Linked DNA regions of Zea mays: all the other regions are linked to region 2. A link is a contact called in public Hi-C data. All regions are on one chromosome and are shown on one strand. The core of a region is the stretch at or near the end of the contact, and the rest is flanking DNA. Distances in the headings are between cores, read along the strand shown.

What was found. Hi-C and Micro-C count contacts between places; a contact is called where the count stands out from the background.
Region 1: a contact with region 2 is called in a Hi-C map of tassel, with 2.6 times the contacts expected there. The contact joins the promoter of LOC100274292 here to the enhancer-like site in region 2. A contact is called at or near these places in 2 of 25 Hi-C or Micro-C datasets (ear and tassel).
Region 3: a Hi-C map of tassel shows a contact between it and region 2, with 7 times the contacts expected there. The contact joins the promoter of LOC542131 here to the enhancer-like site in region 2. A contact is called at or near these places in 4 of 25 Hi-C or Micro-C datasets (ear, leaf and tassel).

The regions. Positions count from the first base shown.
Region 1 is chr3:32,013,640-32,016,875 of Zm-B73-REFERENCE-NAM-5.0, forward strand. LOC100274292 (hydroxyproline-rich glycoprotein family protein) reads right to left here and starts at 1,542. Exons shown (of 4, transcript NM_001148656.1): 1 at 968-1,542; 2 at 525-647. The coding sequence starts at 1,537.
Region 2 is chr3:31,584,149-31,587,143 of Zm-B73-REFERENCE-NAM-5.0, forward strand. No RefSeq gene overlaps it. Among protein-coding and RNA genes, the nearest start is that of LOC103649916, 31 kb to the left of the region's middle. Within about 2 kb of position 1,308, at least 13 of the 20 cell types and tissues checked have an H3K27ac peak or open chromatin away from gene starts, as enhancers often do. A contact at or near this core is called in ear, leaf and tassel, where this site is marked.
Region 3 is chr3:31,903,683-31,906,710 of Zm-B73-REFERENCE-NAM-5.0, forward strand. It overlaps LOC542131 (NAM-related protein 1), which reads right to left and starts at 1,564. Exons shown (of 4, transcript NM_001111762.1): 1 at 1,494-1,564; 2 at 1,178-1,404; 3 at 675-1,024; 4 at 1-549. The coding sequence starts at 1,388.

The DNA of each region.
Region 1 (3,236 bases), core at 292-2,791, 430 kb after region 2:
TGCAGATCTATTATTGACAAGGTAACCACTACGGCACAATGATTAATTACATGACAGCGGTTAACCAAACATTATTTGAAATTATGACAAAAAAAAAACAAATCATGCAAGTCCTGCATGTTTATGGTACTTGCAGACAATAATAGCACAATCTAAGTTAACTGATAACCAAGACAAATAGTCATACTATTCACAATCAAGAGAAAAGGCCTGCGTTAATTTTCTGCACTAAGTTCAGCTGTGCATTGATTCAAGCTTTGTTGTTCATTTCTGATACTATTTGAGTATTGAAGCAAATCTAGTTCCATGTTAGGAGGCACGAGGCAGCAGTATAAGGAATGCTGCAAGCGCAAGTTTGGGTGTGACATTAGCATGGGTTTCAAAGTTGTACATAGAAGATCGATGGTCACACCGTCACACCGAGTACATTTCCACAAGCATTTTGTGATTATATAACAGGTAGATGACTGTTAAAAGTAGACAATGAAGAAGCATAGATGGTGGCATCGAGCAAAGAGACCTACAGGGTGTGACTGGCCAAGGGAATGCTTGAGAGCCTCTCCAGTGGCTTTGTTGACGAGGACGATGGCAGGGTAGCCTTCCTCATCCTTCACCCTGGTGCTGTACTTCATGTCCTTGATCCAGTGCTGCATCATAAGCAAAGTTGTATGAAGTCACCACAAGGCAAGGAGACAAATGTCGAACCGATGAATTCCTTGGCCAATCCCGACAAAGAAAAAAGACAAAACGAGATCGCATCAACGAAGCCGCCAAATTTCCAAAGCAAGACCGGACGGGAGTCTTCGTCCAGACCCCGCGATCAGAACTCGGATTTGGGGCAGTTCAAGTTCAAACTCAACATGATCAGGATCAGGCCACGTCTACATCAACGCCCAACAGCAAGAGCAGGGTACAGTAAAATGGAACAAATATCTTTGGCTAGGCAGGGCGCCACCGCAATCGTTACCTGCGCGTCGTCATCACGGTCCGTGCGCACGAGGCAGACCTTGCCGTCGCGGGAGGCGAGGCTGTACTGGTCCTCCCCAGCCTTGCAGTAGATCCTGTACGTCTGCTGCCTCACAGGCGGGGCGCCGCCCCCGCCGCCGTGGTGCGGGCGTGTCTCGTGGCCGTACTGGGATCCGCCGCCGCCGTGGTGCGGTCGGCCCTCGTGGCCGTACTCGGAGCCACCGCCTCCGTAGGCGCCACCAAGACCGCCGCCGCCGCCGCCGTAGTAAGGCCTCTCGTCGCCGACCTCGTGCGCGACGTGGACGACGTTGCCGTACCCGCCCCCGGCGCCGTAGGCCGGCGGGGGCGCGTAGCCTTGGCCGCTGTGGCCGTAGGCGTCCCCGGCCCCACCGTACGCGGACTGGGGCGGAGGTCGACCGTACGGATCGGGGTCGACGGGCGCGCGGCCGTACGGGTCGGGTGGCGGTGGCTGGCCGTAGCCGCCGTAGACCGGGGGAGGCGGGCCTCTGCGGTCGTCTTCGTCGTCGTCGCGGCGATGGCCGTGGTGGTGGTGGTGGTGCGGAAACTCCATTATTGGCGATCGAGTGGGAAATGGATCGATCGGGGCCGCGGAGAAGGCTGCCTTATATGGGGACGGTCTGATCTGGTCGGTTCGGTCGAGCCCGGTCTGGGAGAAGCTGACCCGGGGTGGGGAATGAGGACAGGTGGAGCCGCGGCGCGTGGACCACGGGCATTCTTCGATTCGATTTGCCGGCCTGCGAGCGAGGAGCACCACGTGGCATCGATGACGGGCGAAGCCGAACCGGAAGGAAATGAATCGATGATGGTGATGCACAGTCAAGTGCATAGGATTTCCGTCTACCGCGTCGCGAGGGCGTACGTGTAGCGTATTGGATCAGCGACGTGCAAGTAGCGCCAACTGCCAGGTGGTCTTCCTGAATTTGTCAGTTTTGCTGCCACGTTGGTGCAATGATGTAATATTGCTGCTCACGTGTTATGCTCACGAATTTTAAAAAAAAAATGACCTACAGGCTACATGTCTCCTCGTTGTCCATGAATTTTCGGTTCTTCTTGAGCGGAGCCTAAGGGGATGTTTGGTTAGAGGGACTAAAGATTAGTCTCTAGTTTTTAGTCTCTTTTAGTCCCTTTTTTGCCAAACACTAGGACTAAAATATGGACTAAAATGATTTAGTCTTTAGTCCTTCACATAGGTGCTAAAAGAGACTAAAAGCTCATAATTATCATGTTGCCCTTACCTTTTTATAGATAACTAATATTATAAGTATATTTTAAGGGTATTAGAGTCTTTGGACAATGTATTTAATGACTTTGGAATCTATTTAGTCCCTAAAACCAAACATATAGGGACTAAACTTTAGTCCTAGGACTAAAGTTTAGTTCTAGAACTAATTGAAACCAAACATGCCCTAAGATACATACAAAAGTAGCCACCATGATTGCTTGTATTTGCTCACACGTTGCTGCGGTTTTCGTATATTTTATAGGTACATTTTGGTATAACGAGGCATTTGTTCAAATAAGTTTTAGCCTTTACAATGATTTATGTTCCATTTGAACGACTTGTTGTGCCTAATCTCAACGCATGCACTATGTAACCGGCATAAATGTGTTTTACATGCTAAGAGCAACTCCAATAGTTCTCTAAAAAATAGCTTGCTAAAATCATGTTTAGCAAGTTGCTAAATAGCTATTGGAAGTAAAAATTAACTTAGTCTCCAATAGTTGCTCATATTTATGAAGTGGTTCGATTTTGAATCTAGATTTAGTGGCCCTGCCCCTATGTGAGGGCGAAAGAGAAAAGGCCGGTTGATATGAACTATGAGGAGTGGTGGTCCGGTGACGCAACCTATGAAGAAGTTGGGTTCGACGGTGAAGGAGAAACTTGTATCATACATGTTTGACCTAAATATCTCATTATGCTAGAAAGTGAAAAAAGAGCATACTATACCTGTCTACCTCACTGTGTGGGAAAGGAAAAAATAATCACGCTAGTGTGAAGAAATTGACGTCAACTGTATTTAGGGAGTTCCTACCAAGTTGCTAAATGTGGAGAGTAAATAGAGTTGAATAGCAACTAAGAGCAACTCTAGTAGTTCTCTAAAAGACTTCCTAAATCAATAATTTAGATAGTTAACATGAAAACTATTCTCCAACAGTTCTCTAAATGAACTTTCTAAATTTAACAACTTGTTATCTAACCTTATTTTCTCTCTACATTTGGTGATAGTCGCCTAGAGGGGGGGGTGAAT
Region 2 (2,995 bases), core at 58-2,557:
TTTCCGCTCCGGTTTCTGCTCTGTTTTAGTTCTAAATTCAAAAATACAAAAATCAATTTATTTGGGGGTCAAAACGATATTTCATGACAGCAGAAACGAAAAGGAGAACCCCTAATCCAAAATGATAGTGACGAACTTTATATCCAAACACCCCTGCTCGGTTCCCTTGGCTTCGTTGTACAAGTGACATAAATAGGCTCTAAATTTTACACTGAAAATTTAAAGATCGACTGCCTTTTGACATTTCGTTTGCCTGCACTACCGCACATCTTCCCTGTGGCGCCGTCAGGTCTGACTGAGCATTACAGGCGATGCTGGTTGCATCATCAAACGATCGATGCAAAGGCTGCCCAAATCTATTATTACCCGACGACCAAGACACTAAAGCTGCTTGGCAACTGAAATTGAAGATCTTTGCCTCGATCGCCCTCTGACTCTTCTGATCTGCCTTGGTTGGTAGGTAGGGTACGTGAAGTGAAGCCATATGTATGTATGTATGTATGTATGTATGTATGTATGTATGTATGTATGTATGTATGTATGTATGTATGTATGTATGTATGTATGTATGTATGTATGTATGTATACCTTTCAAACTCTACTCTCCCAAATACATTAGCCCTCCTATCCTGGATTTGCACAAAGTCAAGTATTTTTAACACCGACGACTGATCACCAACATCAAATCAAATAAAAAAATGTATGGATCAACATAATTAAGCTCGGTGTTAATAGATTGACAACAATGGAAAATGCTTTTACAGATATACTCTACAACTCTTTCTATTTATAATGGTATTTCCATGCTAATAATAAAGTTGTTATTTTTAGATAGAACAGAAGTTGCAGTGTCCATTATTCAGATATTCGGTTATGGCAGAAAGACCCCCTCGATCGGCCAGTGGTCCTGGTCCCAATATCCCACACCAAGAGTTTCTGAGCACTCACCGAGGACACTTGGAGGATCCACCAAGTTCAGTTCAAGATGCAGCTACGCCATTTACAAGCTCTACTGCTACGTCTCAGTGTGCCGTTTACGAAGAACACGCCTGAATATATAAAGCCATGCATGGATGTACTCCGGTACTCGGAATATGCAGACAGTACAGTCTCAAGCAATCGATTAGTTCAGTGATTTTGTATTGATCCCATCCCATGGACGGCCTCATCACAAGTAAAAGCGTTAAACTATACTATTATATACATTGACCTTGCGTGAATATAATGCCAGCGTCACTGTGTGACCTGCTAACGACGACGGCGAGGCTTTGACCACCCCAGCCCTCTCGAAGGGTTTGCTTGTACTGAAAAGGGGCGGCCGTGGGCCAACCCAGTTACTAGACCGGCCCATACATTTGTAAGATAAATCAATAAGTATCCATGGGGCTTCATTCAGAAGAAAAAGAAAAAAAAGAAGTTGTATGGGCTGCCAAACGTCAATTTTAGCCCATCCGATCCAAGCCCTACATTGGTTATCCAATGCAAGGCTGAGATTCAGGGGGTTATAAGACCCTTCTCAGTGGTAGTTTCATCACATCATTTTTAATATTGTCATGTCAATAAAAGTAAGATGAAATATAGAATGATCAATAGTTTCATGTCACAACTTCATAGACTAGCATGTGCCTTCAATGATGAATCTAAATAACCAACAGGGATCAATGAAATAGATGGAGATGAAACAAATTACTCTCAATGGTGGTTTGACGCGGTTTCCAATATCTTGGAAACGGGTTGGTATAGTTTCATAGTGATGAAACTAGTTTCACCTATTTTATAATAAATATAGTGCCATAACATCAAAAATCATATATTGCATACTATTTAATGCAATGAAATCTCTCACAAAACTCCCATCGACAATAGCCTAAAAGTCGATGGATCCAAACATAGGCATGCATGCACGTAACTCTTAATACCATTCAGTTTTTGAGATGTCCTTTGCCTACCCATCCAAAAATGTATTTTCAATTTGCCTACCATTATCTACAACAATAAAACCCATTTGAACACCCATATCAATAAAATATCATTTTTCTTTCCATCCCACAAAACTAGGCCCCGCTTTTCTCTCTTCTCTCACTCATATCATATAGAATAGGTTTTGGAGAGAAAAAACCCATATTTAGGTTTCCTCTCTCCTTCTAAAATGAGTATCATCTAGGTGCTCTCAACTTTCATGTTTGCATACTTTAATAAAGGAGCCAAAATGAGAATCCAAGGAAGACTCATATTATGGTTCATTTTAGAGTTTAGAAAAGTTCTTGGTGACCATTGGAACACTTTGGAACTCAGAGATAAGGCATCATTGTTTTTATGTGAAGTTTGAGGTTCCAAGTGAAAATTGGAGCATAAAGTTGAAGTAGAGAAGGCAGCTGAAGTTGGAGAATTTGGTAAAGACAATGGGATGACTTAGAGTGGTTGGTACAACTCAAAGAATATTCGTCTAAGTCATAAAAGTGCACAATAGAACAACTGGATCAATCTGCAAAAGAAAAGCCAAAGGTAATTTAACATGTGCTTATCTGTGGTGCACCGGACCTTGGTCTGGTGTGCAATAAACCACTTTTGCAGGGATGGCTAAAAGGAACATTGGCGGCCTGGTGCATCGGACTATGGTCCGGTGTACACTGGACCTATTGTGTAGAGGCTATGTAACTCGATGACCTCGTGCTAGCGCATAGACCAGGGTCAGTGTGCACCGGACCGAGAGTTTGCAGAAAAGCCTGCTCTCGGGTTTTGTGACTGTTAGTGCACGGACCTGGGTCCATGTGCATCAGACCACTTGGGTCCAACAACTACTTCGATTTCAACGTTCAACTACAATGGCTAGGCACGGTCTGTTGTGCACCAGATTGTGACGGTGTCAGCCTAAAATGGAAGGTATCTGTTAAGATCTCGATGATAGCAGGACTGTAGAAGGTCCGGTGGTGCACCAGACCGGTCCGAGGCACCCTAGGAAGGCAGAAAATGCTCAACAGCTAGATTGACCATG
Region 3 (3,028 bases), core at 314-2,813, 320 kb after region 2:
AGACATCATCGACGAGATCTCGGCGGCATTAGCCTGTTCGTCCTTCTGTGACACCATCGAGGACGGCCTACTCTCCGGCGCTGCAACGTCGAAGCCGCCAGCGCCAGCGCCAGCTGCTCCCATGTCCATCTGGCCAGCCGCTGCCCCCATGTCCACCTGGCCAGCTGCTGCCCCCATGCCCATCTGGTGGTGGTAGAAGTTCATCGGCAGCGGCGCGGGCACCGGATTGCCGAACAGAGCGCCGTTGATCTGGAGCCCGCCGGCGCCACCCATACCTGCCAATGCCATAGGCGGCATCATCCCCGCGCCGGCATTCGGGTTGGGGTAGTAGGGGGCCACCGGGTCCATGGCAAAATCTGGCAGGATGGGAAATTGCATCTGCATGGGCACGGGCAGTGGCAGCTGCAGCGGCATGGGGATGGGGATGGCCGGAATGTTGTTCTGATTCTGATCCATCTCAGGACCGGCCATGGCCACCTGGTATGCCGGCGCAGCCGTCTTCTTGATCCCGGTGGTCTTGTTGAACACACGACAGACCACCCACTCATCCTGCGCGGATTTCATTTGTAAGCCGTGACCGTGGGCGGGCAAGCAAACAAAGAAAGTAGTATGTGGATGCATGCATCATGGTTGCTTGCTGATGATGATATATATTACTTACTGGTACCACGCACCTTGCAAGCCGAAGCTGAAGCTTTCATCATGGCCGCAGCGATGTTGGTGGCTGAGCCGGATGCGGATGCAGGACTAGCAGGGAGCCTACCGCTGCCTTCGAGCCTGTACTCGTGCATCACCCAGTTGGTTTTGTCACCCCTGGGAGCCCTGCCTTTGTAGAACACGAGCGTCTTCTTCATGCCGACCAGCAGCAGCCCTTCCGCTGCAAAGGGGTTGTAGACCTCCTTGTCCTTGCCGGTCGCCTTCCAATAACCCGCCTCAGTGGCCCGGTTCGCCCTCAGCCCCGTCGGGTACTTGCGGTCCTTCTGGTAGAAGAAGTACCACTCCTTCTCGCCCATCTTTGCAACTTCTGCGGCATGCATGCGATCGAAACAAGCACCGTGTATCAGTCAGTCCACACATAGCTCGATGACTAGCATGTCTAGTCTAGCACTAGCAGCAGCATCCGCTAGCTGCATGCACAGATAGATCGATCGATCGAGGTCGCTCGTTAGTTACATACTCGGGAGGTCCCATGGCTCGGTCTTGTTTAGGTCGGCGTCCGCGATGGCGATGCAGCTGTAGTCCCTGTCGTGCACCTTCTTCGTGAGGTAGTCGTTGATAATCTCAAAGTCGCTCGGGTGGAAGCGGAACCCTGGAGGCAGTTCGAGGCCACCGGTACGGTCAACGTCCATCTCCTGCGGCTGCTGCTGTGGCTGCTGCTGGTCCGCCATGGCTCCTGCTCCTTCACTGAGATCAGATCGATGAAGCACTAACAACAACCATTTATATCAAGGAACAATTCGTAGACGACAGTATAAAAATCGAAACTTTCATACATGCACAAACGCTTCGTTCTCGGCCTGCCGGCGGCCGCCGGTCAGTCTAGCTAGGTCTCTCACTCGCTCGCTCGCTCACCAGAACGACGGATGATGCAGAGCTAGCGAGTTGTGTTCTGGTAGTGCAGTGAGCCACAGGCACGCTGCAGCGCGCGCGTTAAATAGGCAGGAAGCGTGCTCGCGCAAGGCGCTTTCCGCTGAAGCCTCCTGCTCCTGCCTCTATACCCGGCGGCCCTCTTTTTCGGTGCTGTCTGTTTCTACTGGCCATTGGACGCTTGTTCTTTCCAACTGTGCCACGCTTGTCGTCGCGCAGGCCGGGCTCACTTTCGCGCCGGGGCCTCGGCTGGTGCTGGCGACAGGTGCCGAATGGAGGCCGGGTTCTGGAATGTCTCTACCTCCGGTTTGCCTCTGCCCGGCCAGCCCTGGCATGCGATTCCTGTGGACGTATGCGTGAGTCCGCCCGCGCGCCGCTCATGTCTGCTCAGGCCGTCGATCGCCGGCTGCATGAACAAGAGGGCTGCGCGGCTGGTGGCCGCCCACGTCGACATGCGCATGCGCGCGCGGCTGACGGCCGGCCGCTAGCTACAAGGGGCCGCCTTCGCGATAGAAAGCTGCTGTAGATGTAGGCATCCATCTGGGACAAGCAGTCCAGTGATAGATGTGGGTCGTCGTGATCTGGTTGCTGATCATTATTGCGGCGCCGGAGCGTCGTGTTCTTCACTACTCTCGGTCAGTTTTAGGTGCATGGGAGAAACGCGTGCGTGCATGCGCGCGGGCCGTTGTGCCGATGCGGTGTGCTGTCCGGCTGTCCCTGGCTGCGTATGCATGTAGACACCCGATGTATCTATCATCTATCTGCTGGACGATATATAGCCTGTTTGTGCCTGTTGTCACACACACACACACAAACCGTGCATAGATAACACAGATTACATGGTGACCAATGCAAGTGACAAGTGTGCGTCGGTCCAAGCGCGCCTAGCCAGCCCTGGAAACCATGGTCAGTTCGCGTGTTACTGTGCCACCCAAACCAAGGGACAGGACAGGCGGCGACGACGACCGCTTGATTTATGCATGCATGGAATGAAGGGGGTATTTTCCTTTTCAGTTCCTTGCTTTCAAAGGAATTAAGTCAGGAAACCTACGCGCGCGTTCTGATCCAGCGTACCGATCCATCACACATTCTGCGCGTGCATGGAGTGCATGGCTAGAGTCCATGCCTATGTGTGCCGTCCAGGCTTGGTGAAATGGCGTGGCATGTGTGCTGGCGCTTTCCGTAGAAAAGTGGCGGCGACGTGGGCTTGTCCATGCATGGGTACGGCGTGTGCCATACTGCCATCCCATCTCATCAAGGGCCAGGTGTGGTATACGTGAATGTACATGCTTATCGATTGAATGGAGCTAATCCTCTGCGGTCATGTTTTGGGCGTGCCCTAGCTAACCGAAATGAATCGACCCAAGCATATCTATCATTTCACCGGTTGACCCTACAAGCCAGCGCAACCGCAATGGTATCAGCAGCCCCCGGTCCTATG